Regions from separate parts of the Mus musculus genome. Here region 1 is linked to region 2. Evidence: chromatin contacts called from public HiChIP or PLAC-seq data. All regions are on one chromosome and are shown on one strand. Each heading gives the region's core, a stretch centred on a gene start, on an enhancer-like site or on the middle of the called end of the contact. The rest is flanking DNA. Distances are from core to core; before and after follow the strand shown.

Region 1 (4,647 bases), core at 2,058-4,557, 130 kb before region 2:
TTAAAACGGGTGAATTATATATATTATACCTCACTAGAAACCATTATGGTGGTAAGAGACAGAAGCCACTAATTTGGAAAAAACTGAGCAGAAAGTGTCTACTTGAAAGAAGGGTAACTGGTCACAATATGTAATTCTTCAAATCAAAGGGAAAGGAGTCAAGGGCAGAACTGGGAAAAGATTAAGAGAGGTAGAAGGCGATCCTATTGAAGAATGGCCTTACGAGCGATTGTCAACTGTGCTAACATAGTTAAGAAACCTGATGTTATGTGGTCCCATAACAACGTGGATATGAAAAGGGGGTGGTAACCAAGCAAGTGTTGGCAACGATGCAGTGGTGTGAAAAGTGTCCAGACTCAAGGCTATTAATTTCACTTCCCAGTAGACTAGTCAAGAATGTGAATGTGCACCACACGAAGCAAGCAAGAATTGCTAAGGACTGGGCTGTAGGTTGATGGTAGAGTGCATGCTGAGCATGGGCAAGGTCCCAGGTTTAAACTTTGGGTCACTCTTGTGGTGGTTTGAATATGCCTGGCTCAGGGAGTGGCACTAATTGGAGGTGTGTCTTTGTTGGAGGAAGTGTGTCCCTGTGGGTGTGGGCTTTAAGACCCTCATCCTCGCTGCCTGGAAATCAGTCTTCTAGTTGCCTTCGGATGAAGATATAGAACTCTCAGCTCCTCCTATACTGTGCCTGCCTGGATGCTACTATGCTCCCACCTTCATAAAAAGGGACTGAATCTCTCAATCTGTAAGCCAGCCCCAATTAAATGTTGTCCTTTATAAGAGTTGCCTTGGTCATGGTGTCTTCACAGCAGTAAAACCCTAACTAAGACAAATCTCCAGAAACAAAAATCAAAATTTCCATAGAAACCATTTAAAATAACAAAAAACCCTATACAATAAAACAGATGAATTATAGAACAATGCAATATTAAAAACAGTAGCAATTAATAAGCTAAACTTACATGCATCAATGCAGATGAACCTTACAGTATAATATTGATCCAGGAAGGAAAGCTGTGGAATTTATCATTTAAAATGTGCAGCATAGGGTAGGGTAAAATTATAATTGTGTGTGGCAAAGATGAACAGCAAACTCAAAATGGTGTTTACTCGTGGGTAGAGAAAGAAAGGCAATGGAAGAGGGGCATAAACTATATCTGTAATGTTTTATTTCCTAAACTCCACAATACAGTTATAATGGTTAAATTTATAAAGCGCCAGCTTGTCTGAGCCATGGGGTGTCCAGATAATTGGTCAAACGTTATCTTGGAGCTTTCTGCTGTGGTGTTTTGAGATAAGATTAACATTGAAATCAGAAGAATGAATAAAACACAGTCTTCCCTAACAGGAGGGAGCCTGTCCAATCAGATGCTCTAGGCTGAGCTGAAGGTGGAGTTCCTCCTCACTCAGGAAGAACTCCTCTTGCCTGCCTTCCTTCTAAATGGAACACCAGCATTCCTAGCCTTTGCACCTAAACTGAGTCTGCTGGTGTTTTAACTGCCGGCTTTCTCTGACCTCAGCTTGCTGGCCCATCCTGGAGAACATGGCATTGGCCAGCGACTAGCACATGTGCCTATTCCTCTTTCTGTGTCTGTCTACCTGTCTGTCCACACACACACACACACACACACACACACACACACACACACACACACACATCTGCTGTCCAATTCTCTAAAGGGTACTACCGGAACAATTCCTTGTTGTATTATTTTTTATACATCTTATATATCTAAAATGTTTCATAATAATTTTATACAAGTAAGCGTAAGTGCGTACCAAACATCAAATGCTGCAGATGTCAAATTGAGAACTGGAGGCTAGTGATGTAGTTTGATGGTAGAGTGTGCACTTATGTTCGAGGCCTTGGGTTCCATGCTCAGCATAACACAAAAGAGAGAATGATAAGGAGGTGAGAAGTGGAACAAGCAGGTTAGAGGCTGTTGTGAGAAGCCACAGTTCCTTGATAGGAGTGAATTCAGTGCAGTACCCAGAGGAGGCCACACGGTGGCAGCGTAGAGGACTGCGTATACACCCTCAATGGTGTTTAGTGTTCAGTAGGGGTGAACGCAGGTTCTTGTTAACCCAGTTCTGGGTAGAGAAAGAGACTTAGCAATGGGTGGCTTTTGCGTCTGCCTGGGGCCTCTGGACTGCGTTTGTTGGAACTGGCAGGGCCCTAATTGCCCCTTGGGTCCCTGTGATTATTTCAGTAGAGATCCTGGGATAGTTGGGTTCTGTGTTTTGCCTGTTTGTAAAATGAGTTTGAAAAAAAAGTTCAGGGCTGGTGAGATGGCTCAGTGGGTAAGAGCACCCGACTGCTCTTCCGAAGGTCCGAAGTTCAAATCCCAGCAACCACATGGTGGCTCACAACCACCCGTGATGAGATCTGATGCCTCTTCTGGTGCGTCTGAGGACAGCTGCAGTGTACTTACATATAATAAATAAATAAATAAATCTTTAAAAAAAAAGAAAAAAGAAAAAGAAAAAAAAGTTCAGACCGGATGCAAATACTCTAGATGCCAGGTTTCTTAGCAGGAGGCACCCAGATACCATGATAGCAACATCTCTCACAGAAAGGAAGGTAAAATGTCACAGCACCAGAAATCAAGCTGAAATACAAAGTCTCTGTGCTGAAATAAGGAAACTACTCTGGAAAGAGGTGGGGAGGCAAAGAGATAATGATTCTGGCTGAAAACTATTGAGCTACTTGAGAAAGTTGTCTTTCTCCCTTCTCCCGCCTCCACCCCCTTTTATTTTTGTCTCCCTGATGATTGCATTTGGCAGTGGGTGTTGCCAAGTTTCCCAATTTAGTTTTTATTTTTCTTTCTTCTTTTCTTCCTTCCTTCCTTCCTTTTTTTTTTTTTTTTTTTTTTTTTTTGAGATAGGGCTTCTTCTCTGTCCTGGAACTCACTCTGTAAACCAGGCTGGTCTCGAACTCAGAAATCCCCCTGCCTCTGTCTCCCACGTGCTGGGATTAAAGGCATGCACCACCACCACCCGGTTCCGGTTCCTAATTTAGCGTCAAGAGAACTGGCCCCAGGGTTTTCCAGGCCACAGAAGCTGGAGGGAGGACTCGTTCGCTAGTTTGTCGCACTCCCCTCAGAAAATCCAGTCTGGGTTTTATTCTAAAGTCTGCTTTGTCTCTTCAAAGGATCTCCAGATGGGGAGATTCTGAGCTGGGGTATTTCTTCCTACCCCTCCCAGACGGATTGCGAGTTTTTTCCAGTCTGAATTCTCCCTAGGGCTCTCCTCCGCAGACGCGCCCACACCAGCAGGGGTCAGCAGTGTCCTACATCTGGCGGGGCGCTGCCTGCCACATGCGCCATCTCTTCCGGGCGCTGCCAGGGCTGCTGGGGGATTAGAGGGTGCTGTCCTGCTGAGGCCTTGGCACCATTCTAATATGCCGGCCGAGATTCCTCCCCTGAACGTGAAGTGACGTGTGGTCATTAAAAGCGCTGATGTGGATGTGAGCGTATACCGCAGACATCAGCAATGCCAGCTTACCATCTGCTTTTCACCGCCAGGTTTTTAATGTGTATTGGCACGTGCGCCTTACTTTGTGGGTCTAGGTGACAGAGAGTGTGTAGCCTGGATTTATCTTGCTGAGATTTTCTCAAAGACCTGGGGGTTCTGGATTCTACCCAGTACCCAGGATGTCAGCGAGGGACTCATGCCTCCCCAGGCTCTGGGAATGACTGGTGTTCCGGTCTCACTAACGCCAACTCCGTCACACCCAACGCTGCTCAGTGGAACAAATTCTCTCGTAGTAGTGTCAGATCTCTATGGCCAGCGTCTCCGTGACTGATGCCCGGGAAAAGCAAGCTCTGCTCAGCTTCCCGATTCATCCGTAGCCCTGGTGTCTTTTTTTTTTTTTTTTTCACGTCCCCAGTCCATTTTGCAGTTCGCTAATTTGTGCCGAATCCTTCCAGCTCAGGCCACCTTGTTAAATATGAAGGTCCCCAGGGAAATCAGAGATCCTAGAAACATCTGGTTCCTTGGAAGCAGCAGGACTCCCTGCCATCTTCCTGCTTCTCAGTTTTCCCCACTCCGACGTGATGGGGGAGCGAGGAAGGGGCTCTGGCTCGCGTACAGCTGGGGTAAAGCTGAATTGGAAGACTCCAGTTAGTGACTGGGATTCCCAGGGCCCCACGACCTTCCAAGCAGGCTCCCCTGCTGCTGTGACGGGCAGATGCCGGCTTTTCCACATGCCTTTGAAAAGGGGGACTTGGAAGAGGCCTCTCACTAGCCTGCTTTCCTAGGAGTAGAGTTACAGCAGCTGATCTAGACAACAGGTGTGGCTTTCCGTCACAGCTGCTGCAAAGCACATCTGTACTAACAAGAAGGCGGCAGTCACAGCTTGGCCCATCAGTCACCAAAGCACACCTCGGATTTCGGGGGAGTGCCTGAAAAGGCACGAGTGAAGGTTGGAGAGACTCAGATCAGCTTTGACAGAGCCCTTTTACCCTGGAAATGCCACAGCGGCCACCTCGGCCCTTGCAGTTTCATTGGTCTACAGCATAGGAATGGGGGAAGAGATCTTCTTCTCTGGGTAGCACCCCAGCCCCTGGACTGCAGCCAATTTCCCTTTCTGGCCAATGGAGCCCAGAACTTTTCAGGGTGGAGCTCAGAATCCAGGCTCTTCCA
Region 2 (4,672 bases), core at 2,140-4,639:
TTCGTACAAAATGAACTCAGGGAAGAGGGAGGGGCAGTCACACTGTCCTCAGTGGGAAGGTGTGGGGGAGACCAGGGTAGTGGCAGAGGCAGTGAGTATGGCAGAGATGGTGATGGCAGTAGAGGTGGTGGTGGTGGTGGTGGTGGTGGTGGTGGTGGTGGTGGTGGTGGTGATGTTGAGGTTTTTGGTGCTGTGGGGACCAGTGATGATAGTAGAAAAGTAATCAGGGATACAGGGAAGGTAAGAGGGTGACAGTGATTGCAATGGCATTTGGTGGTGGTGAGGACAGTCATGCTATCTGCAGTTTCAGGGAACACTAATGTGATGTTCTTGGAGCTAACTGTTGTGATGTGTGTCATGGCCACCCTATGTGTGCCCAAATAAAAGAGTTAGAGGCAACACACACACACCCGCCCTAAGTGCCTTAAATCACTTACTTAGGCATCAAGTTTGACTACAATAGAGGTCACAGAAGAAGTGTAGAATTGGTCCCTGAGGGGCTGGAGAGGTGGGTCAGTGGGTAAAGTGCTTGCTGAGCAAACCCCTGCAGAACCTATGGACAAGCCCCGCACAGTAATGCAGGTGAGTATGAGCTCAAGGCCCCCGTGAGGATTTGAGGTAGAGAGAGGAAAACCCCTGGAAGCTGGTGGGCCACCCAGCCTGGCATTTGTAATGGTCGCCAATGCACACACTGTCTGACGGCACACTGTTGCCCGCCACATGACTCATGTTAAGTGTTGGTGTTCCGAGTTGCTATGCCGACATTTAGACCACTCCCACAGTTTTTCTTGAGAGACCCCATGTGTTAAAGCACCCCTTTACATACCTGACAACCCCTATACCTGCCTCCCACCCCGCCTCTGCTGCCATGACAGGTAAGACAAGTAGATGGCGCTTTGCCAATAGTGAGGACTGTGTGCTTGGCCTCGCATTTCTCTGTGACCCTGAACAACTCATTTTACCTCCCGGGTCCTCAGTTGATGCATCTCTTGCAAGGAGAGGATATTTGCTCTACCCTTCCTAGCTGCTGCGGGCGTGAGGGCATTTGTCATCACCAGCAGACACAGATGTATGGGCATTGGGGGAGGGAGGGGGACCTCTGCAGGCACTGTGCATTCCTCGAAGAGTCTACCAGCTGTCATGTCAGGCTTGAGGTGGGACTGTTGGAAGCCTCTCCAATCCGCAGAAGGCTTAGGCCCAGTTTAGGACGGAGAGGTGGGTGATGTAAGACCAGCTTTGCCATCCAGACCTCCACCTCCTTTCTTACCCCTACCCTGAGCCATGGCTCCTCTCCTTTTCAGCCCCTCCTTTCCTTAGGACACAAGAGCTCATTCTCACTGACACTACTATCTAACAGCAGCCTAGGCAGTCAGTGTGCCTTCTTGTTATTGTTTTGGTTTTTGTTTTCAACCTTAAGCCCCCCCCATCAGTATTATACTTTCCACCAACCCCAGCATGTACATATTGAATCTGTAAATTTCTGAATCTGTTATGTAGAATGTACTTGGTTTGTTTTACTGAATGTTTGGTTTTTTCCTTGAGCTGGTTGCAGTCCGCTGTGTTGATTACCATATCTACAAATGAGTTACTACTGCCTGAGCTTTGAAAAGCCCTGGTTTTAAAGGACCTTCTCTCTGAGCACAGAGATCCCTGGGACCTGTCTGGGAGGCCAGTTCACCAAGACGTTGGATACTAGAACATTCTCTCTGTGCCAGGCACTGTCTGAGGAACTTTACAGAGTAGAACCATGAATCCCCACAGCACTGCAGAGTAGGGTTTACTGTCTGCACAGTAAACTCAACCATTGAACAGCCAGGAAGTGAGGTCACATGGGGTTTAGGTCATTCGTCTGAACCTGCTCCATGAGTGTTAGAACCCCAGACACCTGCAATGTTAAACACTTAAGGCTCCTGGCTGCCAAGAGGCCACAGAGACAACGTGGGATAGCCATGGCACTTTAAGAAAGCAGCTCAGCTCTTGGGAAACAGAGGCAGACAAAATCTTTGTGAATTTGAGACCACCCTGTTCTACAGAGTGAGTTTCAGGATAGCCAGAGCTACACAGAGAAACCCTATCCAAAAAAAAAAGCCTGTGTGTCTATAGTCAGAGCTGGATTCTGTTGCCCTGGAAAGCCAGCCTGGTTTTTATGCTCACTCAAAGTAGGTGTGCTATGTGAGCTCCTAGCCCCATGAGATGCCTGGGTGCCTTTGCTCTATCAATTCCAGAGCCTGATGGACTAACGCTGAGGTTCCAAACTCTTCTACCCACTGCCCAGTGGGCATTAGAGTCAAGAACAAGCCCGGTCCTTGGCTTTTTAAAAAGTACTGTTGTTAATTTTAAAAATAACACTTTTCACAGGCTTTAAAAAAAAACAAAACCCGAGTGAGCTTAATCATCCACTCTCACTGTTTTTTAATGAATGCATTGTTTTAGGCTCTGTGAGAATGCAGTAAAAGTTTAAAAAAAAACAAACCACTTTTTTTTTCCAGAGTGTGTCCCCATATTTTATAGGTTGCTCTTAAGACGAAGACAAGGATTCCTGCACGTGGGCAGGCAAGACTCACAGATGGGCCATGGCGTGCAAGAGTAGAGCAAGCGTGCATTTGTAAGGGATCGTCGTGGGAGGCACACACTTCCCAGATTCCATGCCTGTTCCTTCTCTTGGCATAGTAGCTGGAGATGATCAGATGGATGCAGAGAAGGAAGGAAGGAAGGAAGGAAGGAAGGAAGGAAGGAAGGAAGGAAGGAAGGAAGGAAGGAAGGAAGGAAGGAAGGAAGGAAAGAAGGAAGGAAGGAAGGAAGGAAGGCAGGCAGGCAGGCAGGCAGGCAGGCAGGCACAGGGACGACTGGGTGACCATGAAACAGCTGAAGCAGGATTCTCTTTTTTTTTTTTCCTTTCTTTAAAAAAGATTTATTTCTTTGTATAGTTATGAGTATTTTGCCTGCCTGTGTGTTTGTGGTACCATGTGTCCAAGGAGGCCAGAAAAGGAAATTGGACCCCCTGAAACTGAACTTAGGTATGGCTTCGAGCCATCATGCGGATGTTGGGAATCAAACGTGGATCCTCTGCAAGAGCAACAAGTGCTCTAAACTGCTGAGCCATCTCTCCAGCCCTTGAAGTTGAGTTCTTAATTATTCTTAGCCTCTCCTAAAGTGAGACTCGGTCACATCCTTCTCTCCTCTCTTTCACGGCTGGAAGTGTTAAGCCCATTGCTCTCAGCCACCCCCAGCATGTTCACTCTCTTAGCTCCCTCGTGCTCTGCATCCTTGGCCAACCTCAATACAGAAATTCAAAGCAAAGCAACAGACCCTCCCCATGGAGAGCCCCTCAGCTGGCAGGGAAGAGAGGACACCAACGGCCAGGAGCTCCGGGCTCTGGCAGGAAACGGGCCAGGCACAGGGTGGTGGGTACAGCTGTGGCACATAGGAAGGGACACAGCAGTTGAATGCCAACCCTACTCAGAGCGTAGACATGGAATATTGCCCAAGATCTGTCTGGACCTGATTAACTGAGACTAGAAATGCCAGGGGGATGCTGAGGACTGGACCTGAGGAGGACAGACAGAATTAGAGATGGATTCTTAAGAGAATCCCAGAACAAGGAAAGCATCAGCTGAAAGAAGCAGCTGCAGAGGTGTGCCATCTGGGGGTAGAGTGTGGTGAGTGCCTAGGAGGGAGGACTGAGGACCTGGGTCAATGGTTGGGAGGGAGGACTGGAGACATGGGTCAGTGGCTGGGAGGGAGGACTGAGGACCTGGGTCAGTGGCTGAGAGGGAGGACTGGAGACATGGGTCAGTGGCTGGGAGGGAGGACTGAGGACCTGGGTTAGTGGCTGGAAGGGAGGACTGAGGACCTGGGATAGCTTGCAGCAGTGTTTCTCAGGCTGGTTGGAAACCAGGCCAATTCCTGCTCTGAGACATCTCTGCTTGGCCCAGGCAGCTGTTAACAGACCCCCTGAGTGCCCTTGGCCAGCCCCAGCTCCAGTCTTCTCCTCACCTGACTCCCTGTGAGCCCAGCTTGCCAGCTAAGGAACAGAGCCTGCCTCAGCTGTGGACAGAGCCAAGAAGTCACCATGGTAACCCTCTGGCTGATGGGGACTCAGGTTGCCATGGGAACATGTATAAAATCAAAAATTATTTTTGGGGATGGGTTGCAGCTAAGAAGGGCAGTGGGGACCATTTGCAGCAGTGCACACTTCCCAGGGTTCTGTTCCATGGCTCCTCAAGTTCCTCCCCGGGAATGGTGGGAGAGCCCAGCCCAGCACTTCTGAGAAATGACACTGATACTCCCAGGAACACTCCCAGAGGTCGTCCAATGCAAAACATGTCTCCCATTTCCCTGGTGAGTGTTTTGCCCAGCCGTATCTTTCAGTGCCAGATCCGCTCCTCGGCACCACCATGAAATCTGCAAAATTCATATGCCTGGCTCCTGCCAGAGACTCCAGGCCCAGCCGTCTCTCACAGTCAGTCTCTTTTCTGACAGGGCCTGACTTGAAGGTCCCTTTGTCATGAGCACTGGGCGAGCCATACAGGCACTGGGCATGCTCAGAAGAGCTGCTCGACAGAGGAGCCTGCTCTTCAATGTGGCCTCACAGAAAACACCAAAGGAGGCGAATGGTGTTTGGATTTCACAGAGGCAGGAGAGAGTGCATGCTAAATCCCACCTCTTGCCT

What was found. HiChIP or PLAC-seq counts read pairs in DNA pulled down with a chosen protein or histone mark.
Region 1: a contact with region 2 is called in an H3K4me3 HiChIP or PLAC-seq map of forebrain, with 2.8 times the contacts expected there. The contact joins two enhancer-like sites. A contact is called at or near these places in 8 of 39 promoter capture datasets (the 3T3-L1 cell line, 3T3-L1-derived adipocytes, the HPC-7 cell line and 5 more), 8 of 484 Hi-C or Micro-C datasets (the HPC-7 cell line, bone marrow-derived macrophages, embryonic stem cells and 4 more), 23 of 115 datasets of contacts at active chromatin or transcription factors (the HPC-7 cell line, the NIH/3T3 cell line, bone marrow-derived macrophages and 15 more) and 2 of 9 other capture datasets (adipose tissue and liver).

The regions. Positions count from the first base shown.
Region 1 is chr1:135,698,186-135,702,832 of GRCm38.p6, reverse strand. No RefSeq gene overlaps it. Among named protein-coding and RNA genes, the nearest start is that of Gm32835, 12 kb to the right of the region's middle. Within about 2 kb of position 3,307, at least 105 of the 459 cell types and tissues checked have an H3K27ac peak or open chromatin away from gene starts, as enhancers often do. A contact at or near this core is called in forebrain and muscle stem cells, where this site is marked.
Region 2 is chr1:135,564,703-135,569,374 of GRCm38.p6, reverse strand. All of the region lies in intron 1 of Nav1 (neuron navigator 1), which reads left to right. Among named protein-coding and RNA genes, the nearest start is that of Nav1, 18 kb to the left of the region's middle. Within about 2 kb of position 3,389, at least 85 of the 459 cell types and tissues checked have an H3K27ac peak or open chromatin away from gene starts, as enhancers often do. A contact at or near this core is called in forebrain and muscle stem cells, where this site is marked.